2 separate regions of the Capsicum annuum genome follow, and region 2 is linked to region 1. The links are chromatin contacts, called in public Hi-C maps. All regions are on one chromosome and are shown on one strand. Each heading gives the region's core, a stretch centred on a gene start, on an enhancer-like site or on the middle of the called end of the contact. The rest is flanking DNA. Distances are from core to core; before and after follow the strand shown.

Region 1 (3,496 bases), core at 298-2,797:
TGTACAAATTAATACAACTGGCTTGATCAGGTAAGTGTTAACGATATAAGTTGAGCTAAAAGAATAAGGAGAATAGACAGACAACAGAGGATGCTTCAAGTATTGTACTAAGCACGTGGTAACTCTGTCCACCAAAGCTATAACAGATAGAAAGAAATTATCAGTGTTTGTCTCTGTTGCGAATTGAACTTTGAGGCCTCATGGTGCTCAATCCAACTTTATTGAACCCTAGGCCACACTCACACTCGTGTTACTATATCTTCTAAGGTAATACATGTACTAGTTATAAATTGTTAAATTGTGAGGTTATCTTATTTGAAAGTTTCAATTGTTTATTGAGAGCATGCTTTTAGATTAGACTTAAGTTATTAAGTTTTAAGTACTCCCATTCACGCGTTGGATTGAAAGAACCACCCCTAGGGAGATTAATGGACGACACTGAGATTCCAATTCTGTCTGCGTTTATATCCTATTTAATTGTTTGCTCATCTTATACAAAAAATTTAATTGCTTGAGAGAGCATATTTTTATGACGGAAGAGGGGGCAAAGAGATATTCACCTTTAACTTCTCTTAATTATGTCTTCCATATTATTTCAAGTAATTTAACTATTATGAAGGTGACTTGTCCGATGCACTGTAGTTAAACTCAGCCGAAAACTGAAAACTGTCGAGGGCAATCAGCATGGTGGGTATCATAATAATTTTTTTTTTTTTTGGTGCAAAGGGGCATATATTAGAATAAAAGTAGCGTTGTTAAGTTACAAAGCTGCCCGGTGGGGCATCAAAAGATTGTTGAGCCAAGGCTTGGCTATTAGAAAGTAGATTACAAACACGCAATTTCCTAGAGTACATAGTTCCTGATTTGTCTACATCTATGGTGTCTAATACAAACACAGGAGGAACTAGTAGGATTTTAAGGCTCTCTTGCACTGCTTCATTCCTAGCTGCTTTGGCTAATAGGTCAGCCGCTTTGTTCCCTTCCCTGAAGATATGCTCCGGATGGGTTGCTAGGACCCTCTCTAGCATTGACCTGCAATCAGTAGTAAGATTATCAAGTAGCAAGTTCTCTTCAGTTAAAACCCGAATAGCCTCCAAAGAATTTAATTCTACTTGAAGAGGGGTTACATTATGGTTGATTGCTATGTTGAGGCCCCTTTTGAGAGCGGGTAGCTCTGCAGCTAGGGTGGTGGTGTTGGATTTGTGTTCCATGAAACCCACAATCCAGTCCCCATTATGGTCTCTGATGGTACCCCTTAGTCCCCCTTGCCCTGTTAAAAGTCACACTGAAGCATCAGTGTTAAGTTTATACATATCTCTTTTAGGGGGTTTCCAGGTGACTTAGATAGTAGTATAGGAGTATTGGGGGTGATTGGAGATGATGAGGTGGTATTCCATTGCCTGAGAGATACACTACAAAAAATAGTTCAAATTGCGGGGGTTAAATTTACAGTTTGAATCCCCGCAAAATGCTATTTCGGCAGTTTCCAAAACCCCCACAATTCGAGCCGTTACAAATAATTTGCGGCGGTTTTTTTCCGACCCCCATAATTACTTTGCGGCGGTTATATTGCGGCGGTTTTAACCCCTGTAATTATTTGCGGCGGTTATAACCCCCGTTAATCTTAATTTGATTCTTTTGAAATTGCGGGGGTTTAAACCTCCGCAATTTTTTTATTATTATTTTTTTAATTTAATAGGGCTCATCCATTTTTAATAACTAATTATAGATTCTAATTTTAGCTCAAATTTAATTGATCCTTTAGGCATAACATACGATCCAATATTTGTTCAACTCATATATCATTAATACAACAGAGTAATTAAACATTGTAATTGACAAATATCAAAAATACATTGAACATTAAACTTCAAAATTAAATTTTCAGCATTAACATCTTCAAACTCCGAATTTTCAATACTAACTAGTATCTTCAAAGTTCAAACTCCAAAATCAAATGTAAACACAAAACCTTCAATATTCTAAGATTCACTCTAATTACACAATTACATCGTCATAATTGAATACCCAAGACAAATGCAAGAATTCAAAGAATATCGTTAAGATCATTATCATCGCGTGATCTCCTTGCATCCATGGGCGAAATGGGTCCACTAGCCGCATCACTTGGCTACATAAAAACACAAAGTATAAAAATCGGTCGATAAACTTTCAGTCCTTATAACTCAAGTATAAATATTTTCTTAATGTCATTCCGAGATTTTGATACATAAGCATTGGACTAATATGCACCTCAAAGAAAGGTGAAGCACAAAGGAAAATAAGCAAATTAGACGACCAATGCCAGGGGTACTAATTTTGATATGTTAGAGCATAACAAAGTTAGTGATTGGAAAGTTCAAAATGTCCTACTCTAGGTGGACAGAAACAGAGAATTGCAATAGCAACCAGCTGTGTCATTTCCTGTTTTCAATTGGAAAACAGTCGTAGTCCCTTTCACCAATGTGATTTTCCTGTGCATGAAGGAAAATAAGCATATCCTAATTGTAATACTACTAGAAAATCAAATTAAACTAGGACTACATCCATCTCTTCTTACTAAATAGTTAACTTGGTGATGTCTCTGTATGAAACTACTAACAAAGAACTAAGTTTCATTAATGAACCAAATTCTGTGTTTTGTTACAGATGGATTCATAGATATGAAGTAGTGTAATACAAATGCCTACAAAAGAAAAGAGATTCTTCATAAAAGAAAAAGAGCATCAACAATGGAAACTAAACACTGCAAGAGTGTATAAATGAACCTTTCCTTGTAGGACATAAAGTCTACAAGGAAACCCTAAGCAAGATACTACAAAGCATACAAATAAAAGCTTTTACAGATAGATCAATCTTATTCCCTGTTAAGCCAAAGCTTTGTTAGAAGTTTTTTAGTTCTGTAATAAGATTGATTCTAGTTTGTATGCTTTTCTTCCATTGAGACTTATGAGATAGTGATACGAGTGCGATCACGTAGATGGACTCATGTGGGTGTGTATTGAAGTTTTCCAAGTGTGTGTGCAAGAGAAGTGTAATTAAGGGCCCAAATACACACCAAAACAGCCTGCTACATACACTAGACGAGAGGCCCATTCTTGAAGGGCCCTTTTGGTCATTTTAACTTCTAATTCTATTGTAATATATAAGAAATATTTTTAGGGTTTCATTGGCAGATTTTGTATGTTGTAAGTCTTGTAAGACACAAGGAACATCAAGTCCTCTCTCCTTTGAGGCACCCAAACCCAAAATTGTAACTAGGTACATCAAAAGAGTGAATTCTCTTTTGTTGTTTACATTTGCTTGGAAACATTGATACTTGAGAGGTGGATTCCGATCTTGTGTCTTTGTAAGAGATAGGTTTATTGTTGTGTGTAGTGTTAAGGGTCCAAGATTGTCCATTCTTGGGTTCTTAAAATTATACCTTCATGTGGTCTATCTATCTATCCTTTTACTTTTCTTGTAATTGTGTTTGGTGTTTGTGTTGTAACCTTGT
Region 2 (3,496 bases), core at 451-2,950, 150 kb after region 1:
TATTATAAAGAGGGTTGGGACTTTATAGCATTATGAGATATTTTTGCCTGAGTATGTGGTGGAGCATATCAGACATAACATGAGTTGTGTACAACCAAGCAATCAGGGGGATAAACCTTGACACACTAAATCTAGTAAAGGAAAGTTCAATGTTGAAAGTGCTTGGGAGTTGTTGAGACAAAAAGCTAACTTGAATGAGGATTTGAAGCTTTTATGGATTAAAGAATTACCGTTTAAGTTTGTTTTTTTTTTGGCTTGGAGAATTTGGCATGGTAAGTTCCTGTGGCAGATTTAATGCACAGTTGGAATCCTAACATTTCTCAAATTATAAGAGTTGTTCCATCCCATTAGCCGAGACAACTGAGCACAAGTGAAGTAGCAACCAGAATTTGAAATCACTACTTTAGAGTTCCTGGTCTTATAGGTCCTTTTTTAAATTTGAAATAGACTTTCAGAAGGTAGAGGTATTCACAGGGCAATCATAGAATTCAAGTGGGTTCTCAAGTTGTTTATATTGTGATTTTTTGGTATTTGTGGAGAAAAATGAACACTATTCTACATGGTGGTTTATATTCAGGAGGAAAGGTTATTTGGGAGATCAGTGAAACTATTTTGAAGTTAATTAAATTTTGATTCAAGATGATCATTCAAAAAATTATGTGGCCCTATATTATTAATGATTTATTCAGGCACAGAGATACCTACAACATTAGAATTGTGAGGTGAAACCCTCTTCCTATTAATAAGTGGAAATACAACACTAATGGAGCTTCCTGGGGTAACCCAGAGCCTAGCTCTGCAACTTTTTGCATAAGAGACCATGAAGGAAATCTATTAATTGCTAAAGGTTTTAGTTTACAAGATACCACTAATCTAGTAGCTGAAGCTAGGGCTATTAGAGAAGGCTTGGTGTTTACAAGATACCACTAATCTAGCAGCTAAAACTAGGGCTATTAGAGAAGGTTTGGTGTTTTGTAAGGAGCAGTTGATAACTCATGTTATTATCGAAACAAATTCAATGGCCATGGTATAGATTTTAGAAGGAGGATTAGGCATTCCTTGGAGTGTGATGTTAGAGGTTAATTCCATAAATAGTTTGAAGAGTTTTTTTAATCAATAAGAGTACAATATTTCTTTTGGGAAGGAAATACTCTTGATTATTTTGCTAACCCAGTTTTTGTTTTTGCATGTGATTACCAGTTTAACCATTTTCAAGTCATTCCTAAGGAAGGCAGAAGAATACTAAACTTAGACAAAATGGCATTGCTCTAATTAAAAGATGATTGATATATTAAAGTTTATTTCATGAATATAATGGATAACTTCTTAATGCAGATTACTGCAGCAGAAATAAGTTGGTGTACATTACTATTTTTCTTTAATTTATGTCTGATGAAATTTCATAGTGGTTTGCGTATTTGCACTTGTGAGAGCTTTAAGGTATTTGTCGAATACCAAACTAGGGCATTAGCTTCGAAAGTAGGTTCTAAGCTTGTCTCTTTATTTCTCCTGCGTAACCTGCAAAAGCTCAAAAGAAATTAGTTATTAAAAATCTGTGATATTTCCTTCCCCAATCTAGATTTCAGATGGTTGTATTAATTTCATTAGAGATTCTACCCATCGAGATCGAGCATGGAAAGCTCATCTTTCTCAGGAGTTGAAGAGGTGTGGTCATCTCTCAGCTAAAAATTATAGCACATACTCTTGAGGACCCTGCTGAATTGGCCATGCACAACCCCGAGGATGTTCCTTCTTAAGTTACCCATGGTTGAGATTGGGCGGATTCAACAAAGAAGATACAGATTTGGTATGAAGATGAAGTATTGTGAACACTCATCAGGGATTGATAAACTCAAATCGATGGTTATTCCAATAGCCATTTTCAAATGAGAACAGAACCTGTGTAAATTGATGAATCACACCTTTGCCTAAGTTTTTCAATTATGTTTGATGTTTCTTCTTCTCTCACAGCACGAAAAGATATATAATTGGGAGCTTTCTTGGAGATGGTGGTGACTTTTTTTGGATGTTTGAAGCAGAGCGTATTCGGGATTTAAAGTTTATAGGTTCTTCATATTAGACCAAAATAAAAACGAATAGTATCTAAGGGGATATGAACCCACAATCAAGAGGTCAACAAAACTTTTACAAAGCTCTTTGCTCCACTAGACCAACATCACGTTTTATTTATAGATTACCAACTTATATTTGTTATATATTTATTAGACTTCTCAATATAAATGCAGGATCCACATGAAAGTTACTGAATTTTCGAAAACTCCCACCTAACTCTAACTCTCTGGATCCGCCCCTGATTTGAAGTAGCAAAAAACTATTGATGAAAGAAGAAAATGAACAAAGATAGAGGAATTAGGAGAGAATACCAGGGGATATCCATTTTTTTTCGTCCAAAAGTATTCAGGAGAGAAATCTAGAATTGGGTGTACATTTGTTAACGAAAATTTTTACTATGTGAGTCGCACAACCAAAAAAAGTTGTGTGATCCTCCATTAAATTTTTGACACATGGATAATGGGTCTTATTTATTCAATTTTATAATTAAAAGCAATGAAACTCCATCTATCAGCCTTTATAAGGATTTTTTTTACCATAAAATATTAAAATGTGATTTTTTTTAGAATATTTTTTATTTTATTTTATTTAAAAATTAATGTTTGACCATGAAAATTTCAAATCTAACTTAAAATTATATTTCAAGTTTGAAAAATAGTTTCGAATCTGTTTCCAATAGAATTTTCACTTTTTTCAGTAAGATGTGAAATACTTATTTTTCTACAAATCTAAAACATTGAAATATTATTTTATATATTTTAATTTATGTGAAAGTTTTGAACGGTACATATTTAAGAAAATAAAGAAAGACTTTTAAATTGGGATAAAATATAGTATTTTATAAGCTAAAAAAAATTTGTGTGACTATATTTCTCTGAGAGTAAAATATATAGTATTTTATAATTAAATTATTACTAAGATAAAAAGGATGAAGCACTCTCTCTAGTAAAGTTTGCATACGTTCTACCTTCCCCAAATTCCATTTGTGAGATATTATGAGAAATGTTAGGGGTTGTTTGGTACACTGGATGAGATAAGTAAGACTATCTCATGAGACTATTTTATCCCCCTGCCTCCATGGGATAGTAATTCCACCATTTTAGCACAAATGGTAGGATAACATAGTCCCGAAATTAAATAATACCTTATACCAAATATGGAATAATAATAAAATTATTTTTCTTATCCTTCTACCAAATGATCCCTTATTGTACTAAATTTTAAAATATATCTTTATTTCTAAATTCCAAAAAGAAACCATAAATTTAAACAAATGGAATATCTATTCATAAAAATAGGACCAATATAATATGTTCTACTGTTATCGGTCCTAAGCCAGGGATCTATCGGAAACAACCTCTCTACTTCATCTAAGGTAGTGGTATGGTCTACGTACACTCTATCCTCCCCATACCCTGCTATG

What was found. A called contact is a pair of places that touch in the nucleus more often than the background predicts.
Region 2: a contact with region 1 is called in a Hi-C map of leaf, with 2.5 times the contacts expected there. The contact joins the enhancer-like site here to the promoter of LOC107865063 in region 1. A contact is called at or near these places in 2 of 5 Hi-C or Micro-C datasets (leaf and placenta).

The regions. Positions count from the first base shown.
Region 1 is chr3:223,164,184-223,167,679 of UCD10Xv1.1, forward strand. It overlaps LOC107865063, which reads right to left and starts at 1,548. Exons shown (of 2, transcript XM_016711421.2): 1 at 1,515-1,548; 2 at 756-1,270. The coding sequence starts at 1,548. The coding sequence ends at 756. LOC124897076 (a long non-coding RNA gene) reads right to left here. Exons shown (of 4, transcript XR_007053654.1): 4 at 1,836-2,131.
Region 2 is chr3:223,318,976-223,322,471 of UCD10Xv1.1, forward strand. No RefSeq gene overlaps it. Among protein-coding and RNA genes, the nearest start is that of LOC107865062, 57 kb to the left of the region's middle. Within about 2 kb of position 1,701, at least 1 of the 5 cell types and tissues checked has an H3K27ac peak or open chromatin away from gene starts, as enhancers often do. A contact at or near this core is called in leaf, where this site is marked.